Linked DNA regions of Mus musculus: region 2 is linked to region 1. A link is a contact called in public promoter capture Hi-C data. All regions are on one chromosome and are shown on one strand. Each heading gives the region's core, a stretch centred on a gene start, on an enhancer-like site or on the middle of the called end of the contact. The rest is flanking DNA. Distances are from core to core; before and after follow the strand shown. Region 1 has its middle 18 kb from the start of Mir450b. Region 2 holds the start of Fam122b (family with sequence similarity 122, member B).

Region 1 (5,855 bases), core at 2,080-4,579:
CTTGTTTTTTTTTTTTTTGTTTGTTTTTTTTGTTTTTTTGGAAACAGGCTCTCTATACAGCCCAAGGTAGACTCAAACTCAACATGCCCAGCTCAAAAATCGAACTACTTAAAATCAGGGGAAAATGGTATGCGGAACAAAAAAAAAAAAAAGCTGTTTTCGAGTCTGAGCAGATGGACAGCCAGGGGCAACTGGCTTTAGGAAAGAAGCCACGCGGCAGAAGCAGGTGACAGGAATACACACGTCACAATTCCCAGAGGTCTGACTCATCAGTGCTCTGGTTTTCTGAAAGCAGGTAAAATGGTTAAGAGCTCACGTAGTATTCAATTGTGAAACTATTATATCGAAGACAACGGTGTTCTATCTATTTACTGGGTGGGAGAAATTCCCAATTAATAGTGAGTGTTCGGAGGTCAGAGGACAACTTACAGGTGTTGGTTTTCACCTTACAAAATGTGGGGACTGAGATCTGCAACCCTGTAGGTGCAACAACATTATGAACTAACCAGTACCCCGCAGCTCTTGACTCTAGCTGCATATGTATCAAAAGATGGCCTAGTCAGCCATCACTGGAAAGAGAGGCCCATTGGACACGCAAATTTTATATGCCCCAGTACAGGGGAATGCCAGGGCCAAAAAGTGGGAATGGGTGGGTAGGGAAGTCGGGGGGAGGGAATGGGGGACTTTTGGGATAGCATTCTAAATGTAATTGAGGAAAATACGTAATAATAAAAAACATTTTTAAAAAAAGAAATTAAAAAAAATGTGGGGACTGGTGGGTGACTAAAGCCAGGGCCTTGTGCACCATCAGCCTGCACTCTACCAACTGAGCTCCACACAAGCCTGGCTTCTCTCTGTGAGTTCTGGGGACTGACTGTAAGGAAGCAGGTTTCCCAAGTACTCCGTAGCACTTTTGAGGTAAGAGGATCAGTATTTCAAGGCCACACTCAAGTCTGTAAAGCTTTTGAGACAATCCTAGGCTACACTAGCCCCTAAAAAAACCAGAATGCCAAAAAAAAAAACCCAAAAGACCACCTAAAACTTTCTCCGTGATCTCTATTTTTTTCTCTCAACAAGCACAAAACTTTACTTTTTCAACACTAGAGACCACAGCAGGTATTCCTAGATGTTTCCCACGTCCGAGTCTCCGAGTCTTCCAGCCTTATCAAAACCTGGAAAGGTTTAATGTATTCTGAGGGAGATGACTCAGAAGAGGGCTTTAAAAATCCATATGAGAATTACGAGGAAAAATTTGTTAGAACCTGAAGATTCCTTTTTATGTTATGTATTCATTCATTGTTTGGTTGTAGTGGTGTGTGTGTGTGTGTTCCAGTGTGATCACGCCACAGCACCCACGTGGAGGTCAGAGGACAACTCTTGAGAATCAGTTCTTTCCTTCCGCCACGTCAGGCCCAGGGACTGACTTCAGGTCCTCAGGCTTGGTAGCAAGAGCCTCTCATTAGACCAACAAGAAGACTCTCAGGAGAAGGAAGGAGGATAAATATAGAGCACTGGGGGAGAAAAAGCTCTAAGTTTATTATAGACATGTATGGAGCTGTCCCACAATAAAAATTAAAAGTTAATTTTAAGGCTTGTCATGGTGGCACAGACCTTTAATCCCAGAACTCAGGAGGCAGAGGAAGATGGATCTCTAGGTGTTTGAGGCCAGCCTGGTCTACATAGCCAATTAGTTACAAGCTACAAGTTCCAGGCTAGCCAAGACTACAGAGTAAGACTGTGTCTCAAGATAGATAGATAGATGATAGATAGATAGATAGATAGATAGATAGATAGATAGATAGATAGATAGTAGATATGGCACATATTTTAAAAATATAAGCTTGAACATCCACTCTGGCAAATGAGACATGAGGAGAGTATCAAGTTCTTTGAAAACAGTTGACACACAACCAAGTTCCTTTGACTAGACCTTTCTGTATGGCTCTGACTTGTTTGGGTTTGTCCTAATAGGAATTAAAATTACAGAATGGTAAATGAGGGCATAATAGGATATAAACTCCAGCCAAGCAAACTGCTACAAATAACACAGTGATATTCAAATTGGGGGAGAAGAAAATAACTAAGTGGTTATGGAAAACATGAAGTTTTGATTGGGTACCAAAAGATTTAGGAATAAAAGATCTATACATGCATAACTGTCTAGTCAGCTTGTTACCAGTATGTGTAATTTCATGATACTAAGGTAAAGTAAATGAGGGAATAGAGTATATACCAAGAATCATAGCTCTCACTGTTGAAGAAACAAATTGAAAATAAGGAAAGAGGAGCTGCCAAGATTCTCAGTGGGTAAAGAGCTAGCTGTGTAACCCTGACAACCTGAGTTTAATCATCAATACCCACATAACAGTGGGAGAGGATCTGCTTCACAGTGATCCTCTGACTTCCTCACACATGCTGTGGCACAAATGTACCCTCCACACATCATACACACAAATAAAAATTGCTTAAAGAAAAATAGAGTTTTTAGAAAAGAGGGGAAACTAGAATGAAACTTGTTTATTAATTTACCCTAGCGTGGAGCAGGGTAGATGTGTGTTTACTTTAACCTGTACCTAGACAAACACAGAAACAGATTTTGACATATGACAGAAAGGATTAGTATGACTGTTTGTTTTACCTGGCACTGTCCCCTGAGAGACCCTACAACCAATGACATTCCAACAGCAATGAGCATCCCCAGTGCCCAGATCTTCAATTCTAATTCCATTTCCTTTTAAAGGAACCAGGGCTCATCAGAAAATGCCTGAGTCTAGACCAGGGAAAGGACAATACAGGTGAGTCTGTAATGTCCTGTGTTCCAAAAAGAGAGAGACAGGTGACAAGAGATCACAAGGGCTGGTGGGAAAATGGAGAGCAGTAAGTTCCAGGGAGGGCTCAGTGGAGAAAGAAGAAAAGTGAAGATCAGAGTTAGGATCCCTAGATCTTACATTTTAAAAAGAAAGAAAGAAAAACTGGTAGCATTGGGGCCCAAATGTAATTCCAACACTCACCCTGGAGGTGAGATGGATTCAAGGGCAAGCTGGGTAGAGCTAGACTAGCTAGATCATCAGCAAGCTCCAGGCTTAGTAAGGAACTCCAATTCAGTAAATAAAATGAAGATTGAGGAAACCATCAAATGACAACTTCTGTCCTCAACAAGCACAAACACACACACACACACACACACACACACACTACATACACTATGTATGCAAAGTAAAAGTTCTAGATAAAGGAAGCCATGTGTGTTACAAGCAAATCTTTGAATGGGGGGACAGCCGGGGCGGGGGTGTTAGGAAAGGAAGTGCTGCCGAAAAGCTATCAAGTTTGAAAGTCACTTCAGTCACGAGTCAGAATGAGGAAGCCCGTTACAAAGTGCATTCAGACAATATAAAGCAAAAACTTGAAATTTAATTTGACAGTTTATCAGAAACACTTGAGGTTACAAATCATCATAAAAAAAATTAAAAGCATTTCTCTTTCAAGTGGCTGGGGGTGTCTATAAAATTCACATTTACAAATGGCAAAGAGCACCCATAATCCTCCATACGAAAAAGTTATTTTGTCTGAAGCTGCCCACAAGATTGTAAAATAGGCCAGAAGAAAAATGTGAAGAGCCCATTGGTAAAAAGGTCTATAAGCCTTTGAAAATACTGACTAATGCCACAGAAAGTCAAAAGGCATGCTTAAAGTTCAGCCGGGCCCTCCAAAAGCCATGTATGATATCTAAGTAATTTCTGATTATTACCTGCAATCAGCTTAATGCATTTCCTCTATTGTTAGTGTATTCATTTCTACAGAAAATTTGGCTTAAATGACAGTGCATTACTCAGAAAGATTCTGGAATAAAATTGCCTCTGTTTAAATTCCTTATCTGATATTTACTAGCTGCGTGATCTGGGAAAATCTTCAACCCTCTCTGGACCTGCATTTCATTATCTGTAAAGTTGAGATGAAAGAAAAAAAACAAAAGTTCTTATCAAAGCAGTTCTACTGTCTAACAGACATATAATAATGGTAAAAAATATTAACTACTCTCAGTAACCAACAATTAGGGGTTCTTTCACCCTCAACCCCCCAAAAATGTTTTCCCTCTGTACCTGTGGGTTCCGAATGTTTGGATTCAACCAGCCTGAGATTGTAAATTTTTGAAAAACAAAATCAGATCCATATTGAACAGGATTTTGTGTTTCATTCCCTCAACAATACAGTCTAACAACTTTTTACATAACTTTCATATAGTGCTATATATTACTGGTAATATAAAGATGATTTAAGGTATATAGAAGGTGGTGTCAGGAACACCTCTCTACACATATCGGCAAGGATAACTTCAGCTTTCCCTGTCTTGAAGAAATGCCCCCCAGAGCCTCCCCTGAACAGTCTTGTGAGTTGTCCCAAGGCTGTTTTTTCACCCACCTCCCTATCTTGTGGAGGCTGCCTCCTGGGTTCTGGAAAGGCATGGGACTTTTGACCTTGCCTCCCCAATAAGAGTACAGCTGCAGGTCATAAAATCATTAGGCTGGAATCTGGAACTGACCTCCCGTGACAGCAACCCACTGTCTGAGCAATCCTGTGGGACCTGGGATCTGGGGAGCTGACACCATGCTGGTTTCCATGGTCTAAGTAAAAAACAAACAACACAAAACAAACCCCCAAAAGTCTCTGTATTCACTTGGGCCTTTTTCTTTTTCAGGCAAATCTATGATGAGCCCAAGCTAGCCTTTGTAGGTGTTGCTTTGTAGGACGGCTTGGCTCTGATAATGCTAAGAACTATAATGGAATGTGATGTTGAGGTGGTTCCAGTGGTCAGGGCAGGGTTCACCAAGGTGACCAATGAAGCAGCCATTCTGCTGAGTGGTGAGAAGGAATGTTAGGGTGAAGGGGCAGGGGAAAGCAGGATGCTGAGACAGGTTTGGGGACTGGTAGAATGATGCTGTGGTGGAGGCGAAGGAGTAATGAGGGATAAAAGAGAGAAGTGAGCAGGGGCTAACTTATATGTGGGTTTGTAGGCCACAGAGCAGTTTGTTTTCTGAAGTGCGAAGGAAGTGATATGATTTATACTTGGAAAAGATCATCTTCCTCTCAAAAGTAAAATAAATGAATAAAAATTTGAAAAATAGTAAAAATAAACAAAAATAGGGCTGGAACGCTAGCTCAGTAGTCAAGGATACTTGCCACCACGCCTAAGAACCTGGCTTCCATTCTAGGACCCTCATGGTAGAAGAGAACCAACTGTTGCAGGCTGTCTTCTGACCTCTATATGAATAAGGTATACATGCATGCTTTTCATGTGAAGTGAATCACAAATGACTTCAAGTACAGGGTGAGGAGTTAAGGCACTGAAACGAGGAGCTAGAGGTCAGCTGGGAGGCATTTATGGCAGTCCCAGGGCTTGAAGTAATTTGGGGGCCAGCTCAGAGATCCCAGAGCCTGCTTGGACATGACCAGGTCAGGTTGTCATAATGAGGAATAGTTTCTCCATCACTAAAGGACTTGGCTTTTTTATTTTATTTTATTTTATTTTATTTTATTTTATTTTTTTAGTAAAACTGAGTCCCACAAAGGATTCCAGCAGAAGAGAAACTCACTTTAACTAAAGCATATAATTTTTTGCCTTTCCTTTTAGTTCTTGTCTTTGAAATTGCTCCTTGCTACATTGCCCAGGCTGGCTTTGAACACCTGGGGTCATGATCCTCCTGCCCTTGCCTTGTGAGTAGCTGAAATAAACAGTACTCACTCACCATCACTTCTAGCTCCAACTAAAGGATTTGTTGTTTCCTTGGTTTCTTGAGATAGGGTTTCACATAGACCATCCTGATCTGGAACTTCTTATGTAGCTGAGGATAGCTTTT
Region 2 (5,855 bases), core at 1,642-4,141, 240 kb before region 1:
AGTGGAGGCAATGGTGTGTCACTTGTGGAAGGCTTTGAGCCTCCAAAAGACTTTAACTGTCTTAGTTACTTTACTATCGTTGGACCCAAACACTACAATTTAGACAACTTATATAAAAGAAAGCTTTTAATTGGGCTTATAGTTTCAGAGAGTTAGCATCCATGATGGTGGGACAAAAAAACATGACAACAGGTAGAACTCTGAGCTCACACCTTGATCTGAAAGAAGGAGACAGAACACACTGGGAATGGGTACAGTATTTTGAAAGTCAATGTCATTCTCATACAAACCACCACATTCCACTTCCCATTCTTCACTGGCTCATGGCCATATTTTCATTCAAAATGCGTTTAGTCTAACTTCAAAAGTCCCAATAGTTTTTCAGTCTCAATACTGTTTAATGTCTAAAGTTCAAAGTCTCTCTGAAACTCAAGGCAATCTCCTTAATTGTAACACCTATACAATAAAAAAGCAATAAGTAAGTAAGTAAGTAAGTAAGTAAAATTGGCTCTATAAGCTAGGACCTGAAATCTTCAGCAATAGAATCTTACCATCACGTTTTAGAGACTAGTAAGGAGCAAAGGCAGTAGCATGCAGTGTTTTGTTTGTTTGTTTGTTTGTTTGTTTTGTTTTTTTGTTTTTAAATATTTTTATTAGATATTTTCCTCAATCACATTTCCAATGCTATCCCAAAAGTCCCCCATACCCTCCCCCCCACTCCCCTACCCACCCACTCCCACTTTTTGGCCCTGGCATTCCCCTCTACTGGGGCATATAAAGTTTGCAAGTCCAATGGGCCTCTCTTTCCAGTGATGGCCGACTCTAGGCCATCTTTTGATACATATGCAGCTAGAGTCAAGAGCTCCGGGGTACTTTCTCTAGCTCCTCCATTGGGAGCCCTGTGATCCATCCAATAGCTGACTGTGAGCATCCACTTCTGTGTTTACTAGACCCCAGCCTAGTCTCACAAGAGACAGCTATATCAGGGTCCTTTCAGCAAATTCTTGCTAGTGTATGCAATGGTGTCATCGTTTGGAGGCTGATTATGGGATGGATCCCTGGATATGGCAGTCTCTAGATGGTCCATCCTTTTGTCTCAGAGTAGCATGCAGTGTTAGAGAGTTCATCTTTCTTTGTTTGTGTTGTTTTATTTAAGAAAGTTTCAGATTTTTTTTCTATGTAACTCAAGCAGACCTGAACTCACAATCCTCCCACCTTAGCCCCTACTACTGAGATGTTTTTAATGCAGCTGGAAAACAGAAGGACATGGTTGTTGTGAGGGGCTTTGTGAATCTTTACTAGTTCAGAGTTTTGCACAACCATGAGTCATTTCTTTGGTTAAATAAACTCCGATAAATTTAATTTGCCTAATGTCTTTAAATTTTAAATTTTCAATCAGCTCAATTAAAGAGTAAACACGATTAAATAACTTTTACCAAGAAAATAATAGAGAATCTATCCAAAACTTCTTTGTACATCTTCGCAATATGGCCAGCAAGATGGATCGTGAGGATAAGGGAGTTTCCTGACAAGCCTGACAACTTGAGTTTAACCCTTGGGACCTACATGGTGAAGTAGATTGGCTTCCTCCAGTTGTTTATTTAGCTTCAGATGTGGGCCATACCATCCATATACACAAAACAAACAAATAAATACACAAATTCACATTTTATAATCAGAAAGCATAAATGTTGAGGTGTAAAATGACAATTGTATAGGTTAACTTTATTATGGAGCAACCAAATTGAAGAGAAAATTATTTTTGCTAGATAGAAAAAAAAAGTAGTGTGTGTGTGTGTGTGTGTGTGTGTGTGTGTGTGCACGCACGCTAAAATAGAACATTGGACCCATTTGAGCTGAAATTCAGTGTGGTTGTGAGCCACCAGACGTGGATGGTTGAAACTGAACTCCTGTTTTTTACAAGAGCAGCAAATGCTCTTAACCACTTATAGGCGCTTAAGCACTGCTTGAGATGGATGCTGAGAACTCAGCTCAGGTCTTCTGGAAGAGCAACAAGAGCTCTCAAACATTCTCTAGCCATCTCTCTAGCCCTGTTTTGCTAATTTTCAAACCAATTTCGTAACTATTATATTTCCCATACTTTGTAATTTTGGGTGATTGAAAAGTATCTAGGAAGAGATATTTGTGTGGTTAAGATGAGATGATTTAATATTTTTTCAGTTGTTATAATACTTCCTTGCATGTAGTAAGTGCCATGAATGTTTTTAAAATTAATTTCAGCTGTCACATGCATCATATTATGATTGCTAGAATCTCCATAAGCCTTGGAAAGAAAACAAATCTTTTATTTTTGTCTAATGGAGCTGAGGAATTTAGTAAAGGGGGGGGGGGGCTGAAGAGATGATGGCTCAGAGGTTAACGGTGCTTGCTGCTGCTACAGGAGACTCGAGTTCTAATCCCAGAACCCATGTTGAGCAGTTCACAACGGCCTTCAACTGCCGCTCCAGGAGATCCAATGACCTCTCTGACCTCCATGGGAATGCACGCATGCACGCACGCGCATATTCCCACACAAAGACTTTCACATAAAAAAATATTTAAAGTGCCTGTGGATCACAAAGGTCAGAATACAAATTTGTAGTGAAATAACGTGAAAATCGCTTTCACTTGAATATTAGTCCAAACTACTAAAAACTGAGGCTTCAGTCTCCAAACTATTGGCTCTTTTCGAAATACGGCGCCAGGGTTCCCGGACCAATGCCACGCAGGAAGATTTTGGGCCCCCCTGGAAACGCCCCGCCCCTTTGAAGGCGGGTTGCGGAGAGAGGCTATTACGCCTGCGCCTTGGCCCCAGGATCATTGGAGCAGCCGTAAGGCGCATGCGCAGTGCCCAATGGGCGACAAGATGCGGAAGAGCTGGCCCCTCGGAGGCTCCCATTTCTGAAGCGTGGGAGGCAAAAGAGGCGGCAGGTTATAGAAATCAATTTGAGCTCCAGAGGGTCCCGCGGGTCATTAGAGCCAATAAGAGATAGAAGCAGCGCCGCGGTGGTGCAGAGGGCCGATCCCTTTTCTGAGTCGTGCAGGCGGGCAGGGACCAGGGAGTGAAAAGCGCCATCCCTGCGCTGAGGGGCCCCGGGGACCGGGGCCCAGAGCATGGCGGACTGGACAGAGACCCTGAGCATGTGGAGGTGGGGCAGCCGAGGCCGCCTGGCCAGCTGTCAAGTCCTCATTGCTAGCGCTGCAAAGGCAGCCTCTGTAAATGTAGCCGAGCCGCGCTTGCGGTCCTAGGCGGGAAAAATGACAGCTTGAGTTCTGCCACTGCCTAGTTTCCTCCCCTTTCTTCTCCTGTGCTTCCACATTCTCCCTCCTCCTCTTTTCCCATCCCTGTGCCCCTTCACCCTGACCTTTTTCCTCCTTTCCCACTTCTATGCTCTTTCATTAGTGCTATGCCCTGCATTTCCATCTATCCTTTATCAACCCCTGTGCCTCTTTTTCTTTCTCCCACCTTTGTCTTTCCTCCATCCCCTTTTTCATCCTGTCACCCTCCCAACACCAGCTCTATATCCTCCTCCGCCCGCCCTCCACATCCTTCCTCATCTGCATCCTCCTCTCCTACTTTTCTCCGCCCTCGCTCCCAAGCCTCCGCCCATTAGCCCCCGCCCCCAGCTGCCAGTCCCCAGCAGCTCAGTCCTGCAGTGAGTCCATAGCAAAGCACCAGGAGCCGAGAGCACTGCCGGCTGTGTTGCCTAGCAAGTATCCGAATGGCTCAGGAGAAAATGGATCTGGATTTTGAGGCTGACACATCTGAGGGGGCCACCCTGAGACGGTCCAACAGTGCTCCCCTGATCCATGTGCTCAGGTGAGCTGGACTGGGGAGGACGGAGTGTGGGGATCAGAGGTTTGTCCCTGGGCAAGAAGTCTTCCTTCCCGAAAGTGCCAGTTCGAGTTCATCTAGACTCCAAACTGAGGGGTTGAGGTCTTATTTTCTTAATAGTGACTTGGTTTCCTAGATGGAGGGAAAGTTTGACCTCACACTCTGGCCATGTCTGAGAAAGGGACCCTCCCTGTACCTGGGGGGGCCTTGCTGTGCAGTTCTAAAAGAGAATGTACGTAGTAGAAACCTGGCTCAGCTGACAGGTTGCTTGCCCTGGCTTATTTCCATCAGGGCAAATCAGGCTGAATCCCCTGAATTAGGCTTGTAACTTGACGCCTGTCTCTAAGAGGTGCTGTTTCTAAGCTGAGTTTAGGAACCCTGGCATTAACAGAGGTTTGCTTTAAGAAATCACAGTTTATCTAATAACTTGGGATTCCATGGTGTGGTCGTATCCTGTTAAGTGATTTGGATTTGTTACAGTGTTTATAGTTTTTGAAGCTGCCTGAAATGCGTTATAATGGAAAAAAAAGGAGAGAGAGAGAAGGTTTCTAGCTTAAGTCAGTCAAACACAGGTTTGAGAAAATAATGGGGAAAATCACTCCTTTAATTTTAGTGACAAGATATTGTGTTTTTGTATGAACAAGACAGCAGGGAGTTTCAGGTGGAAGCTTGTGATGGTGAAGGCTGGTTGGCTCGCCTAAATGAACTATTGTATTCCACTTTTGTAAGTAGACAATTCTTCTGAGGTCAATTTCGAGACCCCACAGAGAGGGCATTAATTCAGGACAGAGCAGAGGATGGGAGTAATATTAGCCCCAAACCTTTCTTCAAGCACAGTTGAAGACTTGATAATGCTTTGCCTCCAATTGAACTGATTATAACATCTGTCTTTGACAGAGAGGCAAGTACATTTTTCCCCTAGATTTAAATACGATTTTGAAGCCGAGGGAATGATGACGTGACTGATGATGTTGTCCATGGTATCATCAAGGGGTTTTGGGGTATTTAAGGGGAAGCTGTGCCCTTTGTCTCTCGTGGATACCCCACCTTCTCTCTCCTTGTCTTGCGAAAGTCTGGTAAACAAGCCATTGCTAAGGCCTTGGGCTGTCCCACTGACCTGCATTTAGACAATTGAGGAAAAAACCCACTGTTTTGTGAACCACAATTTAAGTAATTACTTGAAAGATAGCATGATGTGACAGACAAGAGGAGAAGAGACCAGGCCTGGTCTCAGTTGTCACCAACTAGCTGTGCTAATGAGTGAGTGAGTTAACCTTTTCATGTCTGTTTTCTCTTTAAAATGAGAATAGTGGAAATAGGGATTGTCAGTGGTCTCTTAGAGCCCAGCACAGTTCAGTTTTGAAAATCCTTGAATTCTTATTACAGGCAAAACAGACTGCTAGACACTTAGTGATATTATACAAAGATGAATAAAGCACCTCTCCTGAGTAACTTAATATGCATTTGCATGTATTTTCCATTTCTTTCCTTTGATCGATTTTCTACTTGTGTTGTTATGCTGGGGAACCCCTTTCTTTATTAGAAGGTGGGCTTGGTATGTAGCTGTTTGGTAGTGCTTGTCTGCTTAGCATGTGTAAAGTCATGACTTTGCCACAGGAACATACAGATATATTTACCATACTGACATGGTGGTATATCTCGAGGTAGACCTTTAGATAGGGATATACAAGGTTTTTGTTTTTTTGTTTTTTTGTTTTTTTGTTTTTGTTTTTGTTTGAGACAGGGTTTCTTTGTGTAGCCCTGGCTGTCCTGGAACTCACTTTGTAGACCAGGCTGGCCTCGAACTCAGACATCCGCCTGCCTCTGCCTCCCAAGTGCTGGGACTAAAGGCGTGCGCCACCACACCCCGCTATACAAGGTTCTTGATTCCATCTCTAGCCCTGAAAGCAAAACTAAAGAGTGTTTACCCAACTGTGGTGGTGTACTCTTGAGCCCAGGAGTTCAAAACAAACCTGGACGACACAGCAAAATCCTATCTTTGAAAAGCAAGGAGCTGTCT

Evidence for each region. Promoter capture Hi-C pulls out the DNA fragments that hold promoters and counts their contacts.
Region 2: a promoter capture Hi-C map of the HPC-7 cell line shows a contact between it and region 1. The contact joins the promoter of Fam122b here to the enhancer-like site in region 1. A contact is called at or near these places in 17 of 39 promoter capture datasets (the C10 cell line, the HPC-7 cell line, cranial neural crest and 12 more), 7 of 484 Hi-C or Micro-C datasets (the C10 cell line, Th2 cells, bone marrow-derived macrophages and 4 more), 13 of 115 datasets of contacts at active chromatin or transcription factors (the NIH/3T3 cell line, the SCID.adh cell line, bone marrow-derived macrophages and 6 more) and 3 of 9 other capture datasets (adipose tissue, liver and pancreatic islet).

The regions. Positions count from the first base shown.
Region 1 is chrX:53,027,220-53,033,074 of GRCm38.p6, reverse strand. No RefSeq gene overlaps it. Among named protein-coding and RNA genes, the nearest start is that of Mir450b, 18 kb to the left of the region's middle. Within about 2 kb of position 3,329, at least 4 of the 459 cell types and tissues checked have an H3K27ac peak or open chromatin away from gene starts, as enhancers often do. A contact at or near this core is called in the HPC-7 cell line, where this site is marked.
Region 2 is chrX:53,266,841-53,272,695 of GRCm38.p6, reverse strand. Fam122b (family with sequence similarity 122, member B) reads left to right here and starts at 2,891. Exons shown (of 9, transcript NM_001166365.2): 1 at 2,891-3,820. The coding sequence starts at 3,723.